Linked DNA regions of Mus musculus: all the other regions are linked to region 1. Evidence: chromatin contacts called from public Hi-C and HiChIP or PLAC-seq data. All regions are on one chromosome and are shown on one strand. The core of a region is the stretch at or near the end of the contact, and the rest is flanking DNA. Distances in the headings are between cores, read along the strand shown.

Region 1 (4,683 bases), core at 1,186-3,685:
ATTATTATTTAACTAAGGCAGGATACAAATCAAATGAAAACCTTATCTTAATTGACGTGTCTTTGGAGACCTTAAGTCGTGGTGTTCTAATGTGAGGAGGCAGAGAGTTGGGAACTGCCTATAACAAAGATGGCAGATAGTCACGAGACTGCCTTCAACCAAGATGGTGCTGAAGCTACAGCTAGACATGAGATCACCCTTAGCTAAAATGGCGCTGAAGTGATAGCTCTACCTCTGGAGGAAAGTCATATGTTCAATCTTAGAATGCAAAGGCAGAAGTGTTGTTATGTATCAGCAGAGACAAAGAGACATGTTTTGTCTGGCAGACAGGAGATCTCTCCCTGTCACAACAGGCAACCTCTTGACACTGCGCAGAATGGCAGGTCTGAGTTGAGCACGGTTCTAAAGCTGCCTGTTTGGGCAAGCAGCTGGCAATGGTGGTGGTGGCAGCAGTGGCGTTCAGGAGCTGCAGGAGGCTGGAGATGTGTTTGGTGTCTCGACTCAGTGCCAGGCAGCTAAGGAGCGGTGGCAGTAGCAAAGTAGGGTGGGTGAGAGAGTGAGAGAAGGGGGGGGGTGCAGAGAGAGGAAGAGGAGGGGCAAAAAGCGGAGGGTGGGGAAATAAGGCGTTTCAGCGCCCGCCATTATGCAGCTACTTAGAGTTATAGCTCATGGGTACTGGGCCCCAATTTAGCCTGTGAATTCGGAAGACTTTAAGGCTGGGAGGCATCCCGGTAGGGAACCTAGAAGTAGCAGCAAAGGCTTTTCCTTTTAGGTGAGAGTAGAAATTATAAATATTATCCCTACCTGCATCCTGAGGATAAATTAATTACTAGAAACAGTGGCAACACAGGCCAAATCATCGGGTCTTCATGTGATGAAGTCCGGGCTGAACTTTTGTGGCATTGAGAGAACGGTGCACCTAGGCTTAAGATTTCCCAGGAGCAATAAATAAACCGCCTCAAGGAGAGAGAAAACTCTCACCCAGGGGAAAGGATCCTAAAATGAGGAGTCAGCTAGAAGGCCAGTCATAACTGTGAATACCTTCATCCTCAAAGACACCAGAGAGTGGCTGAGAGCCCAAAAGCCCTCCTTGCAACCAGGGGTCATTTATGCTGAGGAATGGGTAGTGAAGCTTACCAATTTACCACTGTTTGGATGGAGGTCTACCGATCCACTGGCTAGAAAGTCCATGTTGCGTTGGAAAATATGAACTTGCAAGTTTGTAAATCTGAGTGTTGGCACCAAATGTTGTGTTTTATAAAAAGGCAAGTATATGTTTTGTAGAACACAGTATAGTGAAGTGGGAAGGGTGCCCCAGTGGGCCCCTGCTGAAGCATCAACCTCTCCCCGAGGGACCAGCCATAGGATGGGTATAGTGTAGAATGGGGCATGGGAAAAGAGTAAAGACAGAGAAAAGAGTAGAGACAGAGAGAGAAAGAGAGAGGGGGGAGGGGGAGGGGAAAGGGGAAGGGGAAGGGGAAGGGGAAGGGGAAGGGGAAGAAGCAGGCAGCCAGGAACATGAGGGGGGAGGGGAGAGAAGGAGAAATGGGTAAGGGAAAGAAGAGAGTCCGAGGGAGAGAAAGGTCACAGAGCACAAGCAGGGGGTATACAGCCCTTTTTATAGCAGGCCAGGCCTACTTAACTCTTTGGTGAAGCCTAGAATGAATGTCCGCACTGTGGCTTAGGGGCACCTTTAGAAAATAACATAGTTTTCTAAGTTTATTTTATAACAAATAACTAAGGAAGTAATCTTTTGTTTAGTTTCTAGTGTGGGTGATTCTCTTAAAAGGCCAATAGAAGTAATTAGAGCATTAGAAAATATATTGAAAACAAAGCACAAAGCTGGAAGTTTAGCTTGATATACCTAGCACATGTGAAGCTCCATGTTCAAATTTCTGCAAAGAAAAGTAGAATTAAATAAAAAATGTACAAATTCATATGACATCAATGTGTCATGATTGGTATAATACTTTCTCCCAAATTTTGAGTTTTGATGATTTTTTTGTAATTTTTGAAAGATGGATTTCCATTGATCCAATGGTGATAAGCATCGAGCTGCAGTTGTCTAGCAACATGTTTATCTGCTCTGTGTCTTCAACCACTAACTACCATGCAGATTATTAAGATTTGGTGATATTCTTAAAGGCAGCATTTCTAAAGATACTAGAAAATTTATGAAATGTTCTCCTCTTTCCCATTGAGCCTTGTTGAGATCAGCTGCATGAGGTTATGAGGTTGCTAGAAACAGAGGCAGGAAGAAAGAGGCGAGGACTGAGGGGCAGTAGAGGGAGGCACATTTCCATGCTATACCACTGGAGTCAAGATAGTTACATTTTCATATCATTTTTAATGTTGCTCAAGCTCCTAGAATGCACCCACACAGAAGGCTTCAGTTAATGTGTATGTATTTTGAGCACTCCCCTCTTTCAACCCTCTAGTTTTATTTCCTTCCTTCAGATAAGATGAATGCAGCATGACTCAGGTCATAGCTCAGTGCTGACGCATGGCTTCCAGATAGAACTGCCAGCCAGGAGAAGCCGCTCCTGTAAAGATCAAATCAGGCAGCTCTGGGTTGATGCGAGGTCATCCAGAGCCAGCTTTGACATCTGATAGGACCTTGTGATCAATCAGGCCTTTCTTCACTCTTCCACGCTTTCTGTATGACAGTGGCCCTAACAAACAGTTGGGATACATCATGAGGGACAGACGCATTAGACTGTGAAAGGAGAACAGTGTGAATATTATGAAAGAATCAGTAAAAGAGAAGCCCTCGCCTTTCTAACCTTGCTCTGTTCAAATGGTGGGAAATCTAAATCTCAGGCCTGCCAAGACTACTTTAATCTGCTTCTTAACATTTTGTACATTCTGTACATTAAACTATAAACTTAGAACATTCTCAGTGTCATAAGATGAAATTTTAGCCAGCCTGTGCTCTGTTTACTTCTGTTTATAAGTACAGTGTGTGCTCTCTTTGAGTCTTTGTGTGCTTGCCATTTGAGAGACACATACATACTGTGGAAACCTAGCAGCGAGGAATCAGGGCTGTTAATGCAAGCACATACTGACCCCAGACCCATGCAGGGCTTCAGCAATTCCAAGTCTCATCATCAAAAAAGTCATGAAAACCAAATGGCCCTGAGAATCCTGTGCCAGACTCCATCAGTGAGTGGTATTGAGCCATGCCAAGGACCAAAGGTGGACTGCCAAGCACAATATCATGTATGCCTTTGATGTAGGTGACATAGCAGTCACCTCAGTGATTTCTAGGGATACGATAGCTCTTTTCACCCCTCGACTACTCTCTCTATCTTGCCTGTTCCCCTCTCAACCTCATTAACAGTTCTCATGTTCCCATAAACACATTCTCTGAGGTTTTCCTGGGGAAGATTACACAATGGAACTGGGCTGCTTCTGCTTCGCCAATTCATATTGAGAGGAGAAAACTGGGATAGAGAGCAGCTAGAAGAGGGTCTGTAGTGCCTCTCCAGTCTCCCTCTGGGAGCCTTCTCCTCAGACTCTAAGGACTTTAATTATTGGCTAGTGACCTAGAAAGTGACATGACTTCTGAACTGAGATTTGTCGGCCTGGGTTCCATTATCACAGAGAGATGGAATTTCAATCACCTTTGCCTTTTGTTTGTCATGGCCAATCAGAGTAAACCATATACAGATTTTTGTTGTTAGTGGATGAGGAGATTTTTTTTTCTTTGAGACCAAGTCTTGCTGTGCCTCTGATTGGCAGGTAATTGTCTAAGCTATCCCAGAATTCATAGTAGTTCTCCAGTCACAGGCTACTAAGTGTTGAAACTGCACAACTTCAACAATATTAATTTGTATTAAATAACATCCAATTTTCTTCTAATTGGTGTTCCAGCAGTATGCTTGAACTTCAAAGAAAATAGACACGTAAAAAGTAAAACAAAATTTCCACGTGATAATTCAGATTAATTATTAAAATAATCTCAAGGAATTTGTTGATTAAGTCATCTCACTCAATAGGAAGTGTGCAAACTTTCACTTTGAAAATAATTGAACATTTAAATTATTCAGATGTGCTATCACAAGTTGTATGTGTGTGTCTGTGTGTGTGTATACATGTGCATGCTAATGTGTTTTTTAAAGATGAACATGTGTACATGTGTATGTGTATGGACATCAGAGGTTGGTTCCCAGTGTCTTCTTCAGTCTCTCTATATATCTTGCTTTTTATAGTAGGGTCTCTCACTGAAAGTAGCTCACTAATTTGGCTAAATTGACTCCTGTCTCAGCCTCCCCAGTGCTAGGATTACAAGTGTTCAACTCCATTCTCTAGTTTTGACATGACTAGTTTGGATTGAACTCAGGTCGTCATGCTTTCTCAGAAACTATTCTACTTACACCCAAGACGTTTATAGTATATGATTTGGGTCACTTATGGTGTTACATTCACAAATAAAATAAGTCTTGAAGGGCATAGAGCCTACCTGAATGCCAACTGAATTAATTCAGTGGCTGCTCTATCACAGTAACAGAATGCCCATAGCAAATGTGGGCTTTCCACGCACTGTTTTCAGGTCTGTAGAAGAGGATTTGAGAGAAAATCATAGGGGTACACTAAAGAAACTTTCCAGAGAGAATCACAATAGTTCTGAGGGTCCCGTGGATGAATAAAATCATTTCTCATGTGTGTTGGTGTGTAATTAAC
Region 2 (4,683 bases), core at 770-3,269, 720 kb after region 1:
GAGCCTCCCCACCCCCTGCTGTTCCAAACACACACTGAATAAAGAAATGTTAAGCAAAATAAAACAACTTTGCAGTTCTTAATGGAAGGAACAGCTTTCCTTTTTTCCCCATTATTAACCTTTTTAGTTACCCTACAAAATAGTAAGTTTCATTAAGCAGTTTCTTTCTTAAAACACAGCAGGAGTCATCTGAAAGATCCTAGCAGGAGTGGAGATGTAACACATGCTCTTTAACTTGTTTGGTTAAAATAAATTTCAGCTTCTAAAAATACTGTGTTCTTCCCCAGCTAGCTTCTTGCCATTTAAAATTTGACACAGTGCTTACCAAAGATGACTCAAAATTCAGTTATTCTTATTTCCTGCATTCTTGATTTCCATACAGAGCTGCAGAATCTTTCCAAGGAAAAAAAAGTGGACCTTCCACCCACTCCTACTTTCCCCTGGTAAAACTGCCCTGGCTGCAGTTTACCTTCAAGGTAAACCAGGGAAATGACCCAGACACTGCCTTTCAGGGAGCAGGATTCCAACATGTGAGTAGTGGTAGCAGGTACTCCTGATTTTAAATAATGCCTCTCAAGAGGCCCAATGGCTAAGAGCTCCTGCTTTGCAAGAATGAAAACCTGAGATCAAATCTCCAACATGCAAGTAAAAAGCCAGGCATGGCTGGCTGCTCTCTTGTATACCCTCAGCTTTGCACGGTAGAGACAGGCAGATTCTGAAAGTTCATTGGCCAGGCAACTCCAACTAAATGCTAATCTTCTGGTTCAGTGGGAGACAGTGTCTCAAGGAACTGAAACCATCAGAGAAAGACATACTATACTCTTCTCTGGCCTCTGCATAAGGACACACACACACACACACACACACACGACAGAGAGTGAATAATGATTCTGGTATTGTGGCTATGTAACACCATTGCTTTTTTGCTGATTCTAGGGGAATAAGACTACTGGATGTGAAATGTGTTAAGATTTAAACAGGCAACATATGTAAATAAATTGACACAGATTAAGTCTTAAGGAATCCATAGTTAATAGTGTTTTCAAAACAATTAACGATGCTACTCAACCACAATGAGATCATATCCTGATAAGCCCCTCAGTAGATGAAAATATCACTTAACACCCATCACCTACTGGACAAACCAGCTAAGCAACCATGCTGGAGAGTATTGGTTGCTCACATTTGTGATCCCAGGCTGACCACAAACTGAGAGTACGGTGCCACTGCCCACTGTAAGTCATACCCCAAGAGGAAGATCAAAGCTCAACAACCCAAAAGAAATAAAAAAAAAATCACTAAAGCCAACCACTTTAGCTGTCAACATAAAATAGTTTCATTAGTTGGAAAGTAAAAAACAAAACAAAACAGAACAAAAACCTGGAGAATGAACCAAATTGGAGAACATTCTAGAAATCTCTCCAGAGTCTGCTTTTCCGATGTGTATGGAATCTGTGTTGGTTTTCGTTGTTGTTATTTGCCTTGGTTTTTAGTTTAGTGAGTATTACCTAGGCCTAGATGACCCTTCTAATTACATAGTTGAGGAGAACCAAGAACACTGATTCTTCTTCCTCTACCTCCAAAATTAGAGGATCACAAGAATGTGTTACAGTTCCTTACTTACATGGTGCCGAGACAGATGCCAGCGCTTCGTGAATGCAAAGCAAGCACTCTACAACTGAGTTATATGCCCCGTCCCAGCACTTAAGTTACTGAGGCAGCATATAAGGCCTCTCCAAAGATTCCAAGAGTGGTGTAGAAACCTCTGAGGGTTTTTGTCCTATCCACAGCTAGACAACTAGACACTCTGCTCATCACCCAGGGTATCAGCTTGGAAGCCTGGGTCTGGATTAACTTTTATGAGCCCTACTGTTGATCCTACTGGGAGAGAATAGGACCATTATCCCAATTTTTGAGCCAAAATTAAAGTAAGTTTTATTAAATGCTGGCCAAGACTATGGACTCTACCCAGATCCATACTCAGGATTCCCAGAAAACGGCCTCACACTGTGCTAATCTGGTGATTATAAAGGCACAACCTACAAGGCTGTGTATTTGCTGCCTTGGGGGTAAGCATACATCCTGCCTATGTACTTCCTGGTCCATGTGATTAAGGACATCCTGAGAAGTTGAAGCAACCAACCTTGTTTACAGAAGTGAAAACATTTTCATGGCTTGTTATCTTGCATGAATAGTAGCCCCCAGAATCCAGGAAGTTATCTGTCCGTGGGCAGAGAAAGTTATCTGCATTATAGGTTAGAGACATTTTTGTTTTATAGATCCCTTCAGCACAGGAATTAAAACTTAAAATATAACTTTAGCCCTCACAGTTGGAGTATATCATTTACCAAGCTGTAAAGGGCAATTAGGTTGTCTGATTTCACAAGACCAGGTTCACCGGATGGTGTCCAGCTTCCCCTGGTGAATGAGTGACCAGAACGAAAGCACTCTTCACCTCTGCTGAACTTGGATCCTTGAAGGTGGGGCTGACTAGAGTTACCAGGCTGTACAATGCTGTCTGGCCACATCTTGGAGCTGGGCACATTTCTCGTCCTCCCCTCAGGGAGGGGTTTATAGTACAGGCAGTTTTTTCAAAGAGGAACATTTCCTTAAACAGGACACCTTAGGCTTATCTGTTGTAGGAGAACAATTAACACAAGCTTTGTGAAGATCTGCAATTGAGAAAACACTGAGTTCCAAGCCAAGTCCAGTCACTTACACTGGCAGAGTCCATTCTCAGAGTCATCAGAGGTACGGGGTGTTCTCTAGGACTTGGTCCTGGTCCTGAGTTAGCACAGAGGCAAATAGTCCTTGCCTAAGAGTTGATGTTCCAGGAAAAAGTAGATGTGTGGTTGCCAGGATGACTATCTCCAACTCAGCTGGGTTTATTTTCGTCTGCCATTTTAAGAAGATGTTGGCTCAGGGGACAGACACATTCTGTACCAAGCCAACAGGTACCCTGCCAAAAATTCTGTGTCAAAAGCTGATGATGAGGGCTGAGGGATGTATGTCAGTTGGCAGAGTACTTGTCGAATGAGCACAAAGACCTAGGATCAATCCCCAGCACTGTGTAAAGGGATTGTGGTGGCACATATCTGCAAGGTCATCCTAAACTATATAGAAATATCAAAGGAAACCAGACAACTTGAGACCCTGATTTAAAACAAGGGAAAGGACTGAATAAAATAAATAGCCTCTGATATTTGGGCATTTAAATTTGTTGTTGTTGTATTTTTCCTGATTTCAGAACTCTTGCTGGAACAATCTCTACATTATGGTTGACTGTAGAAAGAGCTTCCAAGTTAGCGAGCTGAACCTCCTACAGATGAGGGTTAGAGGAGTAAGTATCTCCTCAGGAACTAATGCACGTGATTATGGGGCCTTACTAAATCTAAACTTCTCGGGTCAGCATCAGTCTTTAGTAAGACCTTCAGCTGACTAGACGGAACCCACCATGTCATAAAAAGTATTCTTGCTGCACAAAGAATCCATTGGTTTTCATGTTAATCTCACCCAAAGATGTTACAGAAACATCTAAAATAATGCTTGACTGAATATGCAGCCCCATAGCCCAGCCAAGTTGAGATGCAGAATGACTCACGCTGGTTTCTAAACACCTGCCAGTCTCCTACAGCCTCTGACACCATTAACCACAAAGGGGAGGGGGGGGGGAGGTTTTCTCTTTCCCTTACCCATCTCACTGTTAGTCTAGACTCACTACCAAAACCAGACATGAATATTGGGCTCTTACTGTGAAAGCAGAAGGTGCAGAGAAAGTTCCCTTCACACAGTTGATCAATAGCATTAGAAGTAACAAGAAATGAGAAAATTCACATGGTCCAAGTCGTCAGGCTCCTAACACACACAGCATGCTCTGCTCGGGGCCTTCCCTAGCCTACACACTTGCCTGGAAGGCAACAACTCCTTTTCAGTTCCTTGAGCTGTGGCTTTTCTTCCCCAAATCTTCTCTCATGTTCCTTTCCTCCAGGGAGGGTGGTTGTGACATCTGCACACAGAGACGCCGTGGGAGGCAACAGCTTCGTCCGTTGGAGTTTAAAGTCTAACGCAAACCCTGAGCCGTTATCTCACTATCCACTGTTACATAAGGAAACAGTCTTGACTGACACCCCTTTCTGTGGTCATGAGTTGTTTCCTCATTGCTCTTCCCTCAGCAGTCTCACCTTTAACCCAGGAAGTGAGGAGAACATGTTTCTGCCATGTGTATGTACCTTAGGCCTGAATAAAGCAGGGCTTTCATTATTTTAGATTGAACTAAAGAAGATTTAGCTACCTTGAAAAGCAACACTCACAAGGGGTTTCCACTAATAGCGATCCTCATCTCACTGTGAATGGGTATATAGTCATGCATGGTGTCTTGAGGACTCCTTTGATAGAATGATATAATCGACAGAACATGTAGACCCTGAGGCACTATGTGGAGCACACATCAGCAGGAGTACACACCTAGCTTGTTTCCAGTATTCAGTTTCTTACTCTCCCAGGCTGCACCTTCACTATGATGATAAGCACACTTCCCACCCACATGTGAAGGCCCTGATCCATGGCACCTGTGGAGACAGCCACAGACCATCACTCTTCTTCACAGCCCATAGCCGTGCCAGGAAGTCCGAGTTGAAATCTGTTCTCAAATGTTCTCATCCGTTCCATGGAATCATGTATTTC
Region 3 (4,683 bases), core at 985-3,484, 570 kb after region 1:
TTTGTTTTCATCTAACTACATTTCCTGGTAGCAATGCCTAGCTAGCTACAAAACACTAAAAATCCCTAATCCAGAATTATATAAATTAAGGCCCTTCGTGTTAAATCAAGTATATGTTACATACTTGCCTGACTGAAAGTCAATATCACATATTCTCAAATAAAAGTTTCCTTTCCATATGTCTTCATACAAATTTACTAAGTTCTAGAAATTTCCCAAATGATTTCTATGGTTTGGTGTCCTTCAGAACATACTGCTCAAGAGATGTTCTATTTTCTTGGTTTCAAATGGCCCCTAAATAAATCTAACCTCACCATTTCCTAATGGCCTCCCTTTTACTAGATTCTTCTGAAATGTGTTTTTAAGTACTGGAGCTTTCTGCTAGAGCAATGACCTAATGAATCATTTAGCAACCCTCACCCTCAGCTTTCCCTTTTGGAACATCTGTGAGCTCTGTCTTTGTGGATTCATGTAAGAACAAACAGAACTCAAGAGCATGCCAAGGAAGCAGTTGGCACGTTGTATGCTGGCATGGCCAGGCAATAGTAATCCAGGTTTGGAGGTTCCAAACATGATTCTGGTAGGCAAGGGGTATTTCAGTTTTAGAGTCATTACAGGATGATTGAAAATAAATGTCAAATGTAAGCCCTTATGATTATAAAGGAAAAAGATTACTAGCATAAAAGGTTAGAATAGTAAATATACGAAAGATGGAATCTTAGTCTAGGTCTTCTTAAGTTCAAAGAACTCATTCAGTGCTTTGGGCAGCAAGGCATCACACTTGGACCATTTTACAAGTCCCTTTTCATGGAATTGGTTTGAGTAACCGATAAAACTGTCCCAGAAGAGTTCCCTTCCCGTTATTTTCATTTATTTCCACAAAGGTACGTGAATGTATGAAAAGACTAGCAATATCTCAGAGGTCTCAAATAAAACACCTTGCTGCCATATCAATTCCCCTTACACATGAATTGTATCTGGACATCCCTGCTCGACTGGTCACACCTCTCTCTGAGAGTCAGTTCATCAGTTAGTGCTGGGCATAGTTGAGGATGGGTCTAAGCAACAACCTAAGTAACAGAAGTCACTTTTAGGGAAGTATAGGCCAACAACACATAGGTTCTACTCTAGAGAAGCCCAGCAAGTCCTAAAGTTGGCAGGTGAGTGTACTGATATAGTTCCCTAATTGGTTCTTGATTTATCAATAAAGAAGACCAAGAGCTAATTGCTGGGAGGAAGGTACAGGTGGGTACATTTTTCTTCTGGGTCCCAAGAGAAGTGGGAAATGCAGGGAAAAAGAGAGGGGCTTTTTCTGCCATGCATTGGAATGAGAAGAAAACAGCAGTCATGTAAGGTCTTGGGGCAGCTGAGGCCTGCAGTCTCCATTAAGGACAGGGTCCAAGGATATTGTCAGAGGGCTAGCTGAAACAAACCACTAAATTTAGGGTGGAAGGAGAGATGGAGATGATAAATTGATAAGGGCACACATTTCCAGGCAGGAGGTATCTGTGCCCAGCAATTGTGCCACAAAAGGCAAGCTGAAAAGTAGCAAGCTGAGTGTGTGTCCTTTATCATCAGATTCAAGGCTCTCAGGTGGGGCTGGTAAGGTAACCCCTCCCAGAGCAAGGGTCTCAGGAGTGGGCTGGTGGAAGGGGCCAGGAAAGACACTAAGTATAGGCCTTGATGGTAAAGTACATGATGCATACCTGTGAGGAACTGAGTTCAGATCCCCATAAAACACTACTCTGTAAATCCAATGCTAAGGATTGCATTACAGACCTCCCAAACTCTTGAAGCTTGCTGGTCAGTCAGTTTAATTGACTCAGTGACTTCCAGGCTCAGCGAGAAAATATGGCTCAAAATATGTCAGTACAATGGTTCAGCAAACTCCTCCAAGTTTCACACCTGACAGAAGCCTCCAGAACCAACAAGGTAGAAGGTAAGACCCAACACCCAAAGTTGTCCTCTGACCTCCATAGGCACATACATATGTATGAGCACTCATATGCATTCAATTAGTTCAATCTATCAATCAGTCAATAAGTAAAAAAGTAGACAGTACTAGAGGACACCTAACATAAATCTCTTTCCTACAGACACGCACATATGAACATATACCACACAGAAAAGTACTAACACTGCCTCTGTGTCACTGAGTGTGATTTCCTATGGATTAGGGTCTTTGGTTTGAACAATTAGCAGGAGTGGCACAGTTTAAAACTACTGAGTCATGTTTGTGCAGCTGCTGTGGTTCTCCATCTGCATTTTCAGTTGTGGCTTCTATGATGTAATGCATGAAATGTTGTGTGCTTGTTTATAATAATTGCTTCCCCTAAACTTTCAAAAGTTTGATGCTTTTCAGGAGTCACCATAGACCATCCTGTAATCTCAATTTCCAAAGTTAAAACCTCCTTGACCCAAGTGGATGTCGATGATGAGCTAATGTGTTCTGTTGAACTTCAACTGACCTGAGTGTTCCAGATATCGCCTGATGGAAATGAGTTTTATCATTTTCCACCAGCAGCTGTGGCAGACAAATAAGCAGCCTGTCCACAGGGGAAATAAACGTGTTTTCTTCTCCTCTGAAGCCTCAGTGAGAACCCAAACAAAGTCACCTTTTCCTACTGTTACCCCAAGAATCACTGAAAGTGCCACAGGGAACTGGCTAGCTTCTAATTACACATGGAGAATTTTTATCACTTGTAGAGCCACAGGCTCAGTGTTTGTATTGGTTACCTTTCTGTTGCTGTGATAAAACACCAGGACCAAAGCCAACTTAAGGAAGAAAGAGTTCCACAGGGATAGAAAGTTCACCATTAGCGGTTTACTGTGTTATCATCCTGGTGGGAATCATGGTGGCATGTAGGCAGACCTGGTGCTGAAGAGGTACCTGAGAGCTCTCTACCTGGATCTATAGGCAGTAGGGAGAAACAATGAAACTGGGACTACCTTGAGCATCTGAAACCTCAGAACCCACACCAGTTAACACACTTTCTCCAAGGCCACACCTACTCCAACAAAACCACACCTGCAATAATGCCACTTCCTCTGACTCTATGGAGCCATTTTCATTCAAACTGCATCTTTCTTCTAGCAAATACCTTCTCTAAAGTATTCCCTTATCCTCTTTGTAAGTGACATTTGTAAATACACTTTACAGAGTTGGGCCACCTCAAATGTCACTACATCCCTGTGTACACTCATTGGCAATGAACCAGTTCTGAGCTCAAGTTCACATGTGGTACAAGGATGTGGTGATGGTATCCTTCCGATCTTCTGTTTCCAGGTTTTACACCATTTTGATGTCAGATATTTGTTCTTAATTCCACAATAATATGTGATATTTGTGTAACTGCAAGCAGCCAGTTACATTTTGTTGGTGAGCAGTGCTGGGAATGGAGCCTTGAACAGGTCCTGTACATGCCCTGTACATGCCTTTGCTAGGCAAATGTTCTACCATTTCAGTTGCACCCCTACTCCTTGACTATTTTCTTGAGACTCTAAACTAAGGAAGGGGGAGTCTCATGTTTGTCCACATATTGCAATTTGTGGTCGTTTTAGTACACATTTCCTTTTAGTTATTGTTTCTCAGGAACTAACTACCTTTGCCCGGTCACCAAGGAAAATCCCTCTGTGTGCTATCCAGCTTGCCCCACGAGTCCTGAGCTTCCAAGCAGTAGGCCCGGAATAATACAGACCTTTCCAGGCTATTCATTCCTCCCCTCTAGGTGGATCTATCCCCAGCCTGAAGATGATGTATCATGGGTCAGCACTCAGCTACACATTCCTGCGGAGTGCTTCACTGGTTCCTGGTATACCCCCTCTCCAGATCACCAACGCTGAAAATTCCACCTCAGCTCCTCTCCACTTCATCTTATTGGCTCAAAGGAGCTACCTGTCTTTGCTGAGACCCCCATCTCCCTTTAGTCACTCTTTCTTGGCAACTGCAGGTAGAAAGCCTGAGGATCACAGGCTCACTCACCTCTGCTTCTTAACACTTGGTGGCCCTTGCTTTTCAGGACGTAGTGTTTAAAGCATTATAAACTGCCTTTGATGTATGTGATCTAGCTTCCCAACCACTTTGCTCTCTACCAGCAATGACAGCTTTATGGGAGTCTACATATAACAATCCCTTTGAGATGCCCCTTATAGAAGGTTTCTGATTCTTATAACCACAATGAGTACAAAAAAGATTCCGGTGTTGGGTCCAACTCTGTTAGCACACCTGGCCGGCAGCATCAGAACATACCAGTTTCACAGCTAGTTTCCAATGACTGTCAAGTTGGCAGGATCTAACATCACCTAAGAAACAAATCTCTGGGCATGTCTCTCAAACAGCGTCGAGGTTATACCACCCCATAATATGAGCAGCATCACTCCTTGGACCGAGGTTCTAGGCTGAACGAGCAGGAGAACATGACCAGGATGTGTCTCTCTGCTTCTGACCAGGGACACAATGTACCTGGTGACCTCACTCCCCTGCCTTCCATCCATGATGAACAGGACCATGTCTGCTTGACATCTCAGCCACCGCCCCCACCCCCAGCCCCCACCCCCATTACTACCTTCACTGGCTTCATCAGAGCTACGAGAAAAGTAGCTCACAGTGCAGCCCATCTGCTGATTCTGACTATAAATGATGTTGGGTTTGTTTGTTTTTCCTGAGAGAAAATAATCATAACT

Evidence for each region. Hi-C and Micro-C count contacts between places; a contact is called where the count stands out from the background. HiChIP or PLAC-seq counts read pairs in DNA pulled down with a chosen protein or histone mark.
Region 2: a FOXA1 HiChIP or PLAC-seq map of pancreatic cancer cells shows a contact between it and region 1. The contact joins two enhancer-like sites. A contact is called at or near these places in 1 of 484 Hi-C or Micro-C datasets (psoas muscle) and 2 of 115 datasets of contacts at active chromatin or transcription factors (heart atrium and pancreatic cancer cells).
Region 3: a Hi-C map of the C2C12 cell line shows a contact between it and region 1, with 1.9 times the contacts expected there. The contact joins two enhancer-like sites. A contact is called at or near these places in 2 of 484 Hi-C or Micro-C datasets (the C2C12 cell line and the HL-1 cell line).

The regions. Positions count from the first base shown.
Region 1 is chr3:21,266,081-21,270,763 of GRCm38.p6, forward strand. No RefSeq gene overlaps it. Among named protein-coding and RNA genes, the nearest start is that of Gm31610, 220 kb to the right of the region's middle. Within about 2 kb of position 2,436, at least 48 of the 459 cell types and tissues checked have an H3K27ac peak or open chromatin away from gene starts, as enhancers often do. A contact at or near this core is called in the C2C12 cell line and pancreatic cancer cells, where this site is marked.
Region 2 is chr3:21,984,237-21,988,919 of GRCm38.p6, forward strand. No RefSeq gene overlaps it. Among named protein-coding and RNA genes, the nearest start is that of Gm31813, 22 kb to the left of the region's middle. Within about 2 kb of position 2,020, at least 104 of the 459 cell types and tissues checked have an H3K27ac peak or open chromatin away from gene starts, as enhancers often do. A contact at or near this core is called in pancreatic cancer cells, where this site is marked.
Region 3 is chr3:21,835,242-21,839,924 of GRCm38.p6, forward strand. No RefSeq gene overlaps it. Among named protein-coding and RNA genes, the nearest start is that of 7530428D23Rik, 37 kb to the left of the region's middle. Within about 2 kb of position 2,235, at least 17 of the 459 cell types and tissues checked have an H3K27ac peak or open chromatin away from gene starts, as enhancers often do. A contact at or near this core is called in the C2C12 cell line, where this site is marked.